4 separate regions of the Mus musculus genome follow, and regions 1, 2 and 4 are each linked to region 3. The links are chromatin contacts, called in public Hi-C, HiCAR-type and promoter capture Hi-C maps. All regions are on one chromosome and are shown on one strand. Each heading gives the region's core, a stretch centred on a gene start, on an enhancer-like site or on the middle of the called end of the contact. The rest is flanking DNA. Distances are from core to core; before and after follow the strand shown. Region 1 overlaps Fndc3b (fibronectin type III domain containing 3B). Region 2 overlaps Fndc3b (fibronectin type III domain containing 3B). Region 3 has its middle 4.7 kb from the start of Gm26040. Region 4 overlaps Fndc3b (fibronectin type III domain containing 3B).

The links. Promoter capture Hi-C pulls out the DNA fragments that hold promoters and counts their contacts. A called contact is a pair of places that touch in the nucleus more often than the background predicts. HiCAR-type assays count read pairs that join an accessible place to other places.
Region 1: a HiCAR-type map of kidney shows a contact between it and region 3, with 4 times the contacts expected there. The contact joins two enhancer-like sites. A contact is called at or near these places in 2 of 39 promoter capture datasets (cranial neural crest and liver), 2 of 484 Hi-C or Micro-C datasets (bone marrow-derived macrophages and nephron progenitors), 5 of 115 datasets of contacts at active chromatin or transcription factors (the NIH/3T3 cell line, cardiomyocytes, fibro-adipogenic progenitors and 2 more) and 1 of 9 other capture datasets (embryonic stem cells).
Region 2: a contact with region 3 is called in a promoter capture Hi-C map of liver. The contact joins two enhancer-like sites. A contact is called at or near these places in 3 of 39 promoter capture datasets (the C10 cell line, hippocampal neurons and liver), 2 of 484 Hi-C or Micro-C datasets (cardiomyocytes and nephron progenitors) and 5 of 115 datasets of contacts at active chromatin or transcription factors (astrocytes, bone marrow-derived dendritic cells, bone marrow-derived macrophages and 2 more).
Region 4: a Hi-C map of uterus shows a contact between it and region 3, with 4 times the contacts expected there. The contact joins two enhancer-like sites. A contact is called at or near these places in 2 of 39 promoter capture datasets (cranial neural crest and liver), 3 of 484 Hi-C or Micro-C datasets (bone marrow-derived macrophages, nephron progenitors and uterus), 1 of 115 datasets of contacts at active chromatin or transcription factors (cardiomyocytes) and 1 of 9 other capture datasets (embryonic stem cells).

Annotation. Positions count from the first base shown.
Region 1 is chr3:27,489,637-27,492,336 of GRCm38.p6, forward strand. Fndc3b (fibronectin type III domain containing 3B) reads right to left here. Exons shown (of 26, transcript NM_173182.3): 10 at 1,389-1,527. Among named protein-coding and RNA genes, the nearest start is that of Gm32738, 8.5 kb to the left of the region's middle. Within about 2 kb of position 1,420, at least 15 of the 459 cell types and tissues checked have an H3K27ac peak or open chromatin away from gene starts, as enhancers often do. A contact at or near this core is called in kidney and liver, where this site is marked.
Region 2 is chr3:27,556,167-27,558,866 of GRCm38.p6, forward strand. It overlaps Fndc3b (fibronectin type III domain containing 3B), which reads right to left. Exons shown (of 26, transcript NM_173182.3): 4 at 1-30. Among named protein-coding and RNA genes, the nearest start is that of Mir3092, 27 kb to the right of the region's middle. Within about 2 kb of position 1,420, at least 8 of the 459 cell types and tissues checked have an H3K27ac peak or open chromatin away from gene starts, as enhancers often do. A contact at or near this core is called in liver, where this site is marked.
Region 3 is chr3:27,861,989-27,864,783 of GRCm38.p6, forward strand. No RefSeq gene overlaps it. Among named protein-coding and RNA genes, the nearest start is that of Gm26040, 4.7 kb to the right of the region's middle. Within about 2 kb of position 1,508, at least 169 of the 459 cell types and tissues checked have an H3K27ac peak or open chromatin away from gene starts, as enhancers often do. A contact at or near this core is called in kidney, liver and uterus, where this site is marked.
Region 4 is chr3:27,517,858-27,520,859 of GRCm38.p6, forward strand. The region is part of intron 6 of Fndc3b (fibronectin type III domain containing 3B); the gene reads right to left. Among named protein-coding and RNA genes, the nearest start is that of Gm32738, 37 kb to the left of the region's middle. Within about 2 kb of position 1,299, at least 17 of the 459 cell types and tissues checked have an H3K27ac peak or open chromatin away from gene starts, as enhancers often do. A contact at or near this core is called in uterus, where this site is marked.

The DNA.
Region 1 (2,700 bases), core at 170-2,669, 370 kb before region 3:
CATTGCTGACTCACAGGACCCCAGACGTTCTCTGGCTCTCAGTTTTCTGTGGAGCCCAGAACAGACAGCTGCCAGAGACAGTCTCTGGTGCGCATGCCTTTACACAGTTCCCTGGGAGTACATTTAAATAGAAGTTGGGCTGAATCCAGGAGCATAGTTATGTTTTCAGACAACTGAATGGAACAAGAAGGTATCTCTGTTTCCGAGTGACCTCTCTGGAAGCTGCTGGTCCCCCTGAGACCCGAATGCCACCCAAGCAGAGAGCATAGACATTTCAGTGATTCCCAACTTTAAGTTTGTAAGACCCCGGGGTCCCTCTGGTAATCTTCCGATTTCTTGTATTTTATCAAAAGCAATAGATTTTAGTTCTTCCCTTTGGAGAAGCTAGGTTTATATTAGCGTCGGTGAGCGTCTTTTTAAATGGATGCACATTTGCTGAGGCACTGAGCAACGGTGATGACCAGTCGGGTGCTAAAACTCTGAAAAGGTCACTGACCTGTGTTATCCCTGGCAGCCGGGAAGGAAAATAAAAAAGTTCAGATTCTAAGCCGGTTCAACCTTTTTCCTCTGCCCCACTAACACAGTCAATGTCAGCCACTGACTCTGAGCACACGGCCACCCAGCAGGGTGCGGAGAAGCCTGGCTACGCTGCTCCTCTCTCCCAAGCCCCCTCACCCCTCCACACTCCGGAACCATAAGCCTCCGGCACCTCCATCTATCTATCTGACGCGCTCTAACTACATTTTAAGATATCAAGACACAGAAATAATAAGGGTTGTAAAGGGTGATAATGAGCATCTATTTCCGTGAGAACAGCAACCGGTGAATAACAGGTTAAAGGCAGAGCCCACCCTAGGACCACGCTAGACGATGGTTATTTTTAGACAGTATACTGAAGCACTACATAGAGTTCAGGCTGTTAAAAATAGGAATCCTGATTGAGCTAATGACTAATTAGTGAAAATTAATGAAACCTTAATAGAGTATAGGACACAATATATTCTGGGACGCTTTAACTATATTTCAGCTTAGGACGAATGCAAAAGAACTCAATCCTACTTTATCTCTAAAGCTTCAAACTGCATTCTGAAGTTTACAAAATTTGTAAAAATGCACTAAAGTAGTAGAAAATGGAGGTGTTTTAAGTATTTCTATCACTTGTGATACATCAGGAGATACATTTACCAAGGTCCTGAGAAGGTGCCCACTCCGGACCTGGCAGACCCTTCCTTCTACCTTTTCCGCTTGGCTTGTATGGCAACTTCTGATGCATCCTAACCAGGTTCACACAGTGATTACACAGGAAGCCACACCCCATTGCAAAACGGAATATTTGAAAGGGCCACTGCCTGCCGTGAACATTATTTTTGGCACTTTGAACTACCCACCTTCCACTGCAGGGTAAGTGAACTTTTGCTCCTGTGTGCCAGCTTGGGAGGGAAGGGACATTCTGGTGCGCAGCTATGGGTGGTGAAGCTGACTGGCTCGGAGCAGGATCCCTTGACAGAATTGTACACGGCATATACCCTGCAAAGGAAACAGACAGACAGGGTGAGCATCGACACCTGAGACCCGAAAACAAGCTTCTGATCTCTGCCTCATCCACAGGCTTCACGGCTGAGCCAAGCGCCTTACCCAAGAGCACTCTGTGGCCTTGCCCTGACCTAGCCCTGGGCAACTACAGGGACAACCATCTCATTAGGTATTCCGTTCAGTGAGTCCCTCTCAGTCCCACTGCAATGGAGGTAACTCTGCTGACTGGAGAAGAATGTTCTACATAAGAAAGTGACCTTCAGTCCCTGAATAGCTTCCATACATACATTCTAAAAACCAACAAGCTTGACTTGGCCGTCTAGGAAGGCTTAAGTAGTACAGTAGTGGGTGTGAGTGGGTGTGAGTGAAACGTGACATTGCGTACTGACCGGAGCGCATAGGCTGCAGAGAACGTACAGAGGAACAAGGCGATAGGTGAAAGACACCTCAGAACTGCTCAGGCATGGTGTACACTGAGCTAAAAATACAGGTGCTCTACCCTAGAAACCTGCTGGCTACTGCCAAATGCATCTCTCTCCAATTCAACAAAGCCAGGGTTCCCACACAGTGCATGTACACGCCTACTTAATGTCCAGACGCAGCACCAAGATTAATGCTTTTCTCTCTGCACTCTGAAGCACTTGGCTCAGCATCCACATGTGCCTGACTGTAGGGTCAAAAAACAAAAAACAAAACCAAAAGGCAACAGGAGAATGCGTCCTGTATTTGTGTCACCTGCCCTGGGGAGGACATCATAGCGTGAGGCAAATGAATGATACTGATTGTGACGATGCTCCTGCCCAGCCCAGCCGGGCAGAGCAAAGGCTGCCTGCCCTGTGCACACAGTTGAGGAGGGATGTGAAGGGCCAAACGGGCATGGCAGTGATCCAGCAAGATCACTGCTGTGTCAGGATAGACTCAAATGAACCGTACTTTGTTCTAGACAGGGTCAGGCTCTAGCTTACATTTTATTATATTAGAATTCCCCAGCTGAAGTCTTAATGGTTGTACTTAGACCAGGATACATGTGTGCTGTTGGAAAGGGACCTGGTGTCTTTAAATACAAGAGCCACTTACACATTTTAGGATGAGACTAAGATCACCACAAAGGGGGACAATGAGATCCTGAGCACAGCAGTGCATGCCTCTGATTCTGTCTCGGGGCAA
Region 2 (2,700 bases), core at 170-2,669, 310 kb before region 3:
TGGGTGACATCATGGGAACTTCAGCAGGTCCTGAAAGATATAAGAGCAAAATATCAATAGACAGGACACACACACATATTATTCAATGTACTTACTAGTTTTAACTATGCTTAGTTTCTCTTCAATAATTGCCACGACAGCCTGAAACCATGGCTGGCGTAATTTCCTGGCTATGCAACGCAAGGAAACAAACAAAACATACACAAAAGCAGCAACAACAAGGCTATAATCATCTCTATTAATACTTAACAACTCCCTAAGGCCACGAATTCCATGAACCAAGCTATTCTTCTAAAGCCAACCTGATAGAATGGAACAAAAGCTTTTTTTCCCCTTCCTGACCGTAAAACATGTGTTAGAAAAGCTCAAATCTCTTCCTAACAAATTACATTTCTACTTTTTATTTTTAAAATGTATTATGATTAATATAGATAAACAAATTTTGAAGTAAACATTCTTGAGGTTCAAAAAGTCTTCAGAGGCTTTGGATTTAGGGTTTATGTGATTTTTATTTTCAATAACTCATTATAAACTACCATTAATGTGAAAGGTACAAAATCTTTTAAATGCCCCAAAACAGCTGGACTCAGTTATGCAGTCCTGTAATCCCAGTAAGCTGAGCAGCTAAGACTGGAAAATCACAAGTTCAAGCCTGCTGGGGCATCTTTACAAAACCCTACTTCAAAATGAAAAGTTGGGGTGCTTTTAAAATTCTTGAGTATAGCTCAGTGGTGAAATACTTGTTTGATACATGGAAGATCCTAGATTTAATCCCCAATATCAGAAATAAACAATAACAAAGTCCACCAGCTGCTTGGTTTGTCTCTCATTAAGCAGAGAGAAAAACAGATCAGCTTCTAAAATCAAGCAACATTATGAGTATTCATGCTAAGTTGATTTCTACTTTTCAAAGAAAACATCACACTAACAGGAGTTAATTTAATGAATGGTTCCTTGTTGTAGCTGTCTGCTCCTGTCCCTTTTGGAGACAAGGTCTTGTGTAGCCCAGGCTAGTCTAGAACTCCCACCATGGCCAGTTTTATGTAATAATGGGGATCCTACAAGGGTGCTGTGCATGCTATTTAAGCATTCTATCAATGAATGCTAACCATATGATTAAGGCAAGTTAATGAGTGGCAAGGTTAACAGTTACCTAAGATGTAGTTTGGGTTAATATTTCATCACAAACTAATTGTCATACACCAAAAAGAGGTTGACATTCTTCCAAGGATTCTACAGTCCAACAATTTCCCTACAAGTGAAGTAAGAAGAACTTACTTTCCCTGGCTAGCTCTCATGTGGAGTTAGCAACCCACCCCCAAATGTCAACCCAAAGGGATGGCTTTCACTGAGGTCAGCTTCCAGGCCCCAGACACTGTGTGGTTTGTTTGCTTTCTCCTGTTGGGAATTGTGCTGCCAGCAGTGAACACTGCCCTGCGGGAACAAAACCCAGATTCTGTCTCCTAGTCACTGCATTTACAGGTAAGCACAATGCAGCTTTCACACCAAGGTGTTGTGACCATGACAGGAGAGGATACAGTAGGGTGGAAAGGACTGGCATGAGCAGGGAAAGAGCAGAGGGCAGGAAGGGTGCAGTATATAAAGGAAGGTTCCAGATGAGAGCTCATTGCAAGTTGAAGGATAACATATCTCGTCACTGAACTCTTTGAGCATCTCTACACTCACAAACCCAGGCGTCTCATGTGCCTGTAAGCAAAAGCAAACAGAGTGTGACATGCATCAACGCTCAGTGGTGGAGCACAACAGGGCTTTGCATTTTTAAGATCCTGAGTTTGATTTTTACCATGTTCCTCTTACCAAAGCAATGGATGGTTACATGGCGCCAATTTATTTTTAAGTAGAATTGAAACTATATGCCAACCAATAAAGTGTTGGTTTCCAAGTTCATGTTCCACATCACCTTCAGCATCTTTAGTACAGCCACCAAAACATACAGACATTTCCTTTATATCTTTATTTGAATTGATTCACTTAAGAAGAATTGTACTAGCTTTGAAATCCAAAAATCAATGCACTTGGCTTAACAGAACAGGAGCTGGGAGCGTGTTCTCCCCCTGGTCTCGAACCTCAGTGTGCCCTTGAACAACGACCTCATTTAGCCTCTCTGAGCCTCACTTCTCAACAGTTGTAAGTGGAAATAAAAATACCTACCGTAAACATTGAGTTCACTAACACCTGCAAGAGTTGCGTGTGCCTAATGAGCACACATCTCGCCATTATTTACAAATGTTTTTGATAATTTAATATTTTATTTTTATTTTATGTGTATAGATGTTTTGCCTCAGAAATAATATGATGTCTGTGTATCATGTGTACACAAGGAGGGCAGAAGAGAATCCAATCTATGACTGATGTTACAGGTGGTTGTTAGCTATCATGTAGATAATTGGACTTGAACCCAGGTCCTCTGGAAGAGCAGCCAGTGCTCTTAACCACTGAGCCACCTCTCCAGCCCCAGTGCTCTCCTTGACTGCAATTTGTTGCATTCTCTCTTTTGTTATAATTACGCTGTATGGGATAAGTTTTTAAAATATCATGTGCTCTTATAATGTATAAGGCCAACTAGTGTATACAACATATACTATTTACTTACTGGGCAACTTTTCCTTAACACACAAAATATCAAGTATTTCATAGTACAGGGCGTCTATAAAATTTGGCTTTTTAAATTACCAAACT
Region 3 (2,795 bases), core at 258-2,757:
GGGTGGTCACTCAGGAGGCTCATTTTCCCAAGTTTCATAACCAGGCAGATTTTTCACATTTAAATTTCTGGGTCTACCCCACAAGGAGAATATCTACAAACTCACAGAGCTTCTTAGGAAAGTGTTATCATCTACTCCAACCTGTGTCCTAGGACAAGGCCTTTATAGCTGCTCCCGCTGCTTTGAAACAGTCTTTCTAAGAAGGAAGAGGAGGAGTGGGGGGAGGAGGAGGAGGGGAGCTAAAGAAACTCACAGGAAAGTTCTATGTCTCTCGAGGACCACACAAGTTCGTAGCTGACTCCCCACACCTTCTAGTGCTTATGTGAGTGTATGGGTGCTGGGGAGAGTAGACCCTTCCACGGAGATGCCAGCAAGTTGTACAGAGACTGGTAGAGTTCTGTTTCTTTGGTCTGCTATTACCCTCTCTGCCCAGGTGAATAGGCCTTTCTGTGCATGTCTCCAGAAAAGTCAGGACAGCAGAGTCATAAGACATTTGTTTCAGTCAGAAAAGGGCAGATGTAGCTCTGCCTAGGGATTGGCAGTTGGACACTGAAGCAAGGTTTAAATCCTCCTCCTTCCCCTTGGACCAGCCACAAGACAGTCAATAAATAGTAGTGAACCCTGACCTAGGTCTAGGGAGAGTCTACCATTCACTTCCCAGACTCCCCACTCCTGTTCTCCAGACTCTCCCCTCTCATTCTTCCCTCCACCTCCCTCTCCCTCCCCCCAACCCCCAATCCCTGTTACCCTCTCTTCCAAGGTGCTCTAGCCAAGGATATTAACAAAGAGGCAGGAGCTGAGCTAGGCAGGCCCTTCCTCTGCAGATTCTGGGACTTGCTGTGGCTGTCAGGCTTCTCTACTGTTGTGATTGTTTTTGTTTTTGTTTTCTTCCTTCATGGAACTGGATCGCTGCTCTGGTGTCATTTGCTTCATTGCATTGCAAGAAAATGATGTCATACTGTGGGGCCCTGGTCCATTTCCCAGCTTCTAACCTAAGTCTCCTGACCTTTCTCATCTGCCTGCTCTTGGAGAAAATGAAACACATTGAAGCATACAGGTCAGCAAACCTCAGGAAGGCCTCTGCGCCTCCAGGATGGGCAGGAACGTTAATGACCCCCACACAGCCTTATCTGGTTGTCACATGGCAAGGACCCCCTGCCTGAAAAATGGGGGAAGGAATGGCTTCGGGTTGTGCTTGCAGTTTCCTGGCAGAAGCCTTTCTTCCCTTACGGTGGCTTTAATTACTAGTGTCGGTGTTCAGTGTAATTCTGGCTCCTCCCATGGTTTCTGCTCTTTGTACTAAAGTCTGTCCGAAAACTTAAATCTTACACGCTGCACTTGTGTCTTCTTGTCTGAGGACCGGTGAGCCCTCAGCATGAGTGACATTATGGAATTACTTCCTGGCATGTCAAAGGCTGAAACTGCCCCGTCTTTCAGGATTGTGGAGAGCCAGGCTTGGACTGGATCGCTGCTCTGGTGTAAGTTTTCCTCTGCCAGGAAACCAGTGCTTGCGCATCATTTGCATACAGCCAATGAGAGCCATCTACTGTTCAGAGGAGGTTTTGGAGCTTGTATGACGACATCCTGGAAAAATCTCAGCTGGGGAAAGGCGACTTTTCCCCCCTCTCCCTAAGCCCCATCTTAAATAGTTTCCTTCCCACAGCCCATATGTCCACATTCAAAGTAAGAAACCCAGCCCATTCTCCTGCCCCGGCCCCTGTCCCTAGCTCAGGAATCTCGACAGCCACACAAAACTGGAAATTGGCTGTTTAAAACGAAGGTGCCATATTCGTTCCAGTCTGTAAACTAGACATTTTTTGGCACACAGCGCTGAAGAATTAACCCTTTGATTTCTCCCAGACAAGGGCACAGTAAAATGCCTGTTCTTTTCTTTGTGACCAGAATGGCAAACACCAACCTGTTGCAGTTCTTAACATCGTGAATGGGGTTCTGGTTAACCTAAGGCATATACGATTGTGCTATTTCACATAATTCCGCGAAAACTGGATAATGTTCAGGTTTCTGAAACTGTACACATTTCCCCCAGATTTTCTTCCCTCAGTTCTAGAAAGCAACTATTGGACTGTCCATGTCTTTGAGGGTGTGGTAGCACCCAGAGATCTGGCTTGTTGGTAAAATGTCTGAAGGTCAGCTTTAATTATTTCAGCACTGAGTGGGACACAAGAAAGCAAGATGTAGGTGCATGAATAAGCAGGGTGCCCCATACTGAGGGGAGAGCTTAAATGTTATTAACTCGGACATTATACTAACAAGTCCCTACGTGTGCAATCACCAGACCACGGCTAGAAATCTTATCGTTCCATTACGGGGCAGATAACAGTGTGGTGATCGAAGACCCGGGGCCTGGGAGACTTGCACTGGATTGCTAGATAGCAATGTTTCAGCCCTGTGCCCTTGAAGAAGTCACGAAGCCTCTCCCAATCACAGATATCAGATCTGCAAAATGAAGGTGTTTATGTCTTATGTCTGAAGTGTTATGTCTAAAGTGTTTACTCTGAATGTGTCCGTTTTCAGATGAGTGGGATCCATACTGACTGATGTTTGAAGACATGTACTAAGTGTGTGGAACGAAGCTCGAAGCCTTGAACTCTTACATGATGCGTCTGTGTGATGTGTACAGGTGTGCATGCACCACACTGCATGCGTGAAGTCAGAGGACCAAGTTGTGGAGTCAGTTCTCTCCCTCCCCATCAAATGGGTTCAACAGAACTGATCACAGACCTGGCTGTTAGAGTCCAAGCTGCACCACCGGGCTTTTTGTTATACGTTGAATC
Region 4 (3,002 bases), core at 49-2,548, 340 kb before region 3:
TCCCCTCTTTACCTTGTAAATATCAAGTTAGCACATCGTTAGGTTGCATTATGTCAGAATGCTTGATTCTAAAATTTTGTTTGAGCTGCTGACTTGAAAATGATTTTCAGCTTGGGATAAAAACAGAATACCTACAATTTCTAAAAAGGTCCTAAATATATTTCTGCCATTCTTTACTAAGTATTTATGCAAAGCACTGATCTCAGCATTGATTATAAGAAAATTAAAATACTGATTAGCTGTGAAAAATGAAGATATCCTGTATCCCACAATACTAGTCATCAAAATTTGATTTTATATGAAAATTAAAAACCTACCTGTCTCATTAGCATCCAAACATAATTTTATTATTATTAAATGGTAAAATCATGTTTCCTAAGAATCATGCTAATATTGTTTATAGTTTGTTATTATTGGATACATTTGATTTGTAAATCTAGCTTACATACCTGAGGCTAGACAACAATGTCTCAGGAGAAAAGGGACCAAAGGCTAGGAAGCTCCCCACTCTAGAGAAGAGCCTGGACCAGCTGGAGCGAAGGCTCAGTGGTTATAAGTACTTACTGCTCTTTCAAAGGGCGTGAGTGCAATTCCCAGCATTGACATGGAAGCTTACAACTATCTGGGACTCCAGTTCTAGAGATATGACACACTCACAGGGACACGCACTCCAGCAGAACACCAATGCACATTAAATAAAAATAAATAAACCATTAAAAAAAGAGAGAATATTCTGGTAAGACTGGAGCATTAAACTAGAGAGGTTATGTGTGTGTACACATACATATGAATCATACATATATAATCTCCTTATATACTGTACATGACACTGTGTTATATGGGAATACTTTCATGTAAATATACTACAGGTTGAACATGTTTTTAACTGGCAATAACGAGTCACACTTTAGAAAGTTAATTTAGAATGCAGAGTGGTTCCAAGAGGCTAAAATATTGGCTAGCTTTGGTCTTGAGCTGTTTTCCAGCTTTCCTATGCCACAGTGGTTGTGTTATGCATCCAAACTACACATCTACAAAGATCCAAGAAGTGACACTTTTACACTATTTAACAACTGGGAACTCAACCAAAGTCAAAAATTGGGACCTATGAAATAGGTGCCTTCTGTCAGTGTGAACTGTCCTGCCTGCCTGTCCCTCTCTTCCTTTGTGCATGTGACACATGGGTGGTGCCTCTACGCTCTAAGAGGGCAGCCCTCAGCCTGCAATCTTGGCATGTGCACAGCTTCACCGCCTCCGGTCAGAGGTGCCAATTCATCAATGTTTTCCTAGTCCAGCCTCTCAATGGTCCACCTGACTCTGCTACGGATTCAAGTGAGAGCGTTGGCATATGACCCAGCAGTAGGTTCAGTACAGACTCATCAAAGCGGGAGGGAGGAAGTCCCGGTTTGCTTACACTGTTCTATTGCGTTCAGTTACAGAAGCCCAACCTAGAAATTCGCAGAAAAGCTATTGAAGCTTATCTCATAAGCTGGGTGCCAAAGAGACCATTGCCTGGGATAATTCTACAGAGCATTTGTACCAATGTGCTGGAAACACAAGATTCTCCCCTTTCATGCATAGAAATATGGCATTTGAGATGGCTAGAGGCTAGCGCACGCACTCAGTACTGGGCAATAATTGCACACCAGAATGTTTTTGCAGCCGACTGTGGCTTGAGAGAAAAAGTGCATACTGGTTCCAACAGAACCGAAACTTGGTCGGCCCATAAACTGTAGCCATTTGGAGTGTTACTCCGCCCGACATGTCTGAGTGTTCTCTTCTGTAACAGTGAGCACAGAGTGTACAAGAACTGTGGAACTTATCAATGAGCCCAGCTGTTTTCCTACACTTTCAGACACTTCACATTTGTAGAAGACAGCAGCTGTTTCTCTGAAGTCTTCCAGCAAAGACAAAGAAGGGACCAACCATGTAGCAGATACTGATTCTGTTCTTAAGGAAAGCACCAACCAATCAAAACATGAATTACTCTGTACTAGTTGGACGGCATCCTAACTTGACCTCAGCAGCCACTAGGCAGAAGTGGTTTTCTGTGGAGAAAACAGAAATCTACCATTACAGTTGACTCAGGCTTATGTTTTTGAGGACGCAAGTAGTTGCTCTGTGCTTACTCAAAGGCCCCCATGTTATCACAGGGCAGAACCCAGAGGTCCATGTGGAAGTGGGGTAACCCCTGGGGGAAGCAAGGTGCATAGGGAGAAAGGTGCCTGCAGTGGCGACGGGAAGGCACTGCGGTGACTTGTGTGTGCAGCAGTGCTCTTATCAGATGTGGACACACAGCTGAAGTGAGGGATGGGGAACAGCATTCAGTCACAATAAACTGAACAGTCTAGGGTGCTGGGAGCCTAGTCTTGCAAACTTGAATTATGCATGCCTTCATCTTGGATGAAGTGTAAAAGTCTTATTTTCACTTTCCTAGCTTTGGTAGGATAAGCCTGTCATTAAGAGGTGGCTATCAAGTTGAGCAGGAAACTCCGATTGTAATGGTGCCACTTAAATAAAGACCTATTAAGATGTACCACATCCAGCAATTAGAAGCTCACAGAGGACCGGCCAGGGTTACAGTTCAGCAGGAGCAGGTGAAACACGTTGGACAAATGTCCAGAAACTTTGAGCCCTACTAGGGTTCTGACTACCTTCAACTGTAGAAGTGCAGGAAGGCCATCTGCTCTCCAGCTGTGGCCCCTAATCCCCTCTAATAACTTCAGCTTTCGCAAGTCCCTGAGAAGCAAGATGTCTTCCAAATTTCGCTTCACACTGGTTGCCAGGATTGGTTTTTCAACATCAGCCTCCAGTGGAAAACAGCGTTAAGTAGATGTGAGCAGCAGGTGTTAATTTTCAGAGCAGTGAAAGGAAAGACCAAGGAGGGGGAGAAAGAAAGAAAGTGGGCTACGAGATGACACAGGCTGCCTATGGGACTGTGCCCTTCAGCAGAGACCAAGAAGTGTCAATAAAGAATGCTCCCTCCATGAAAACAAAATTTA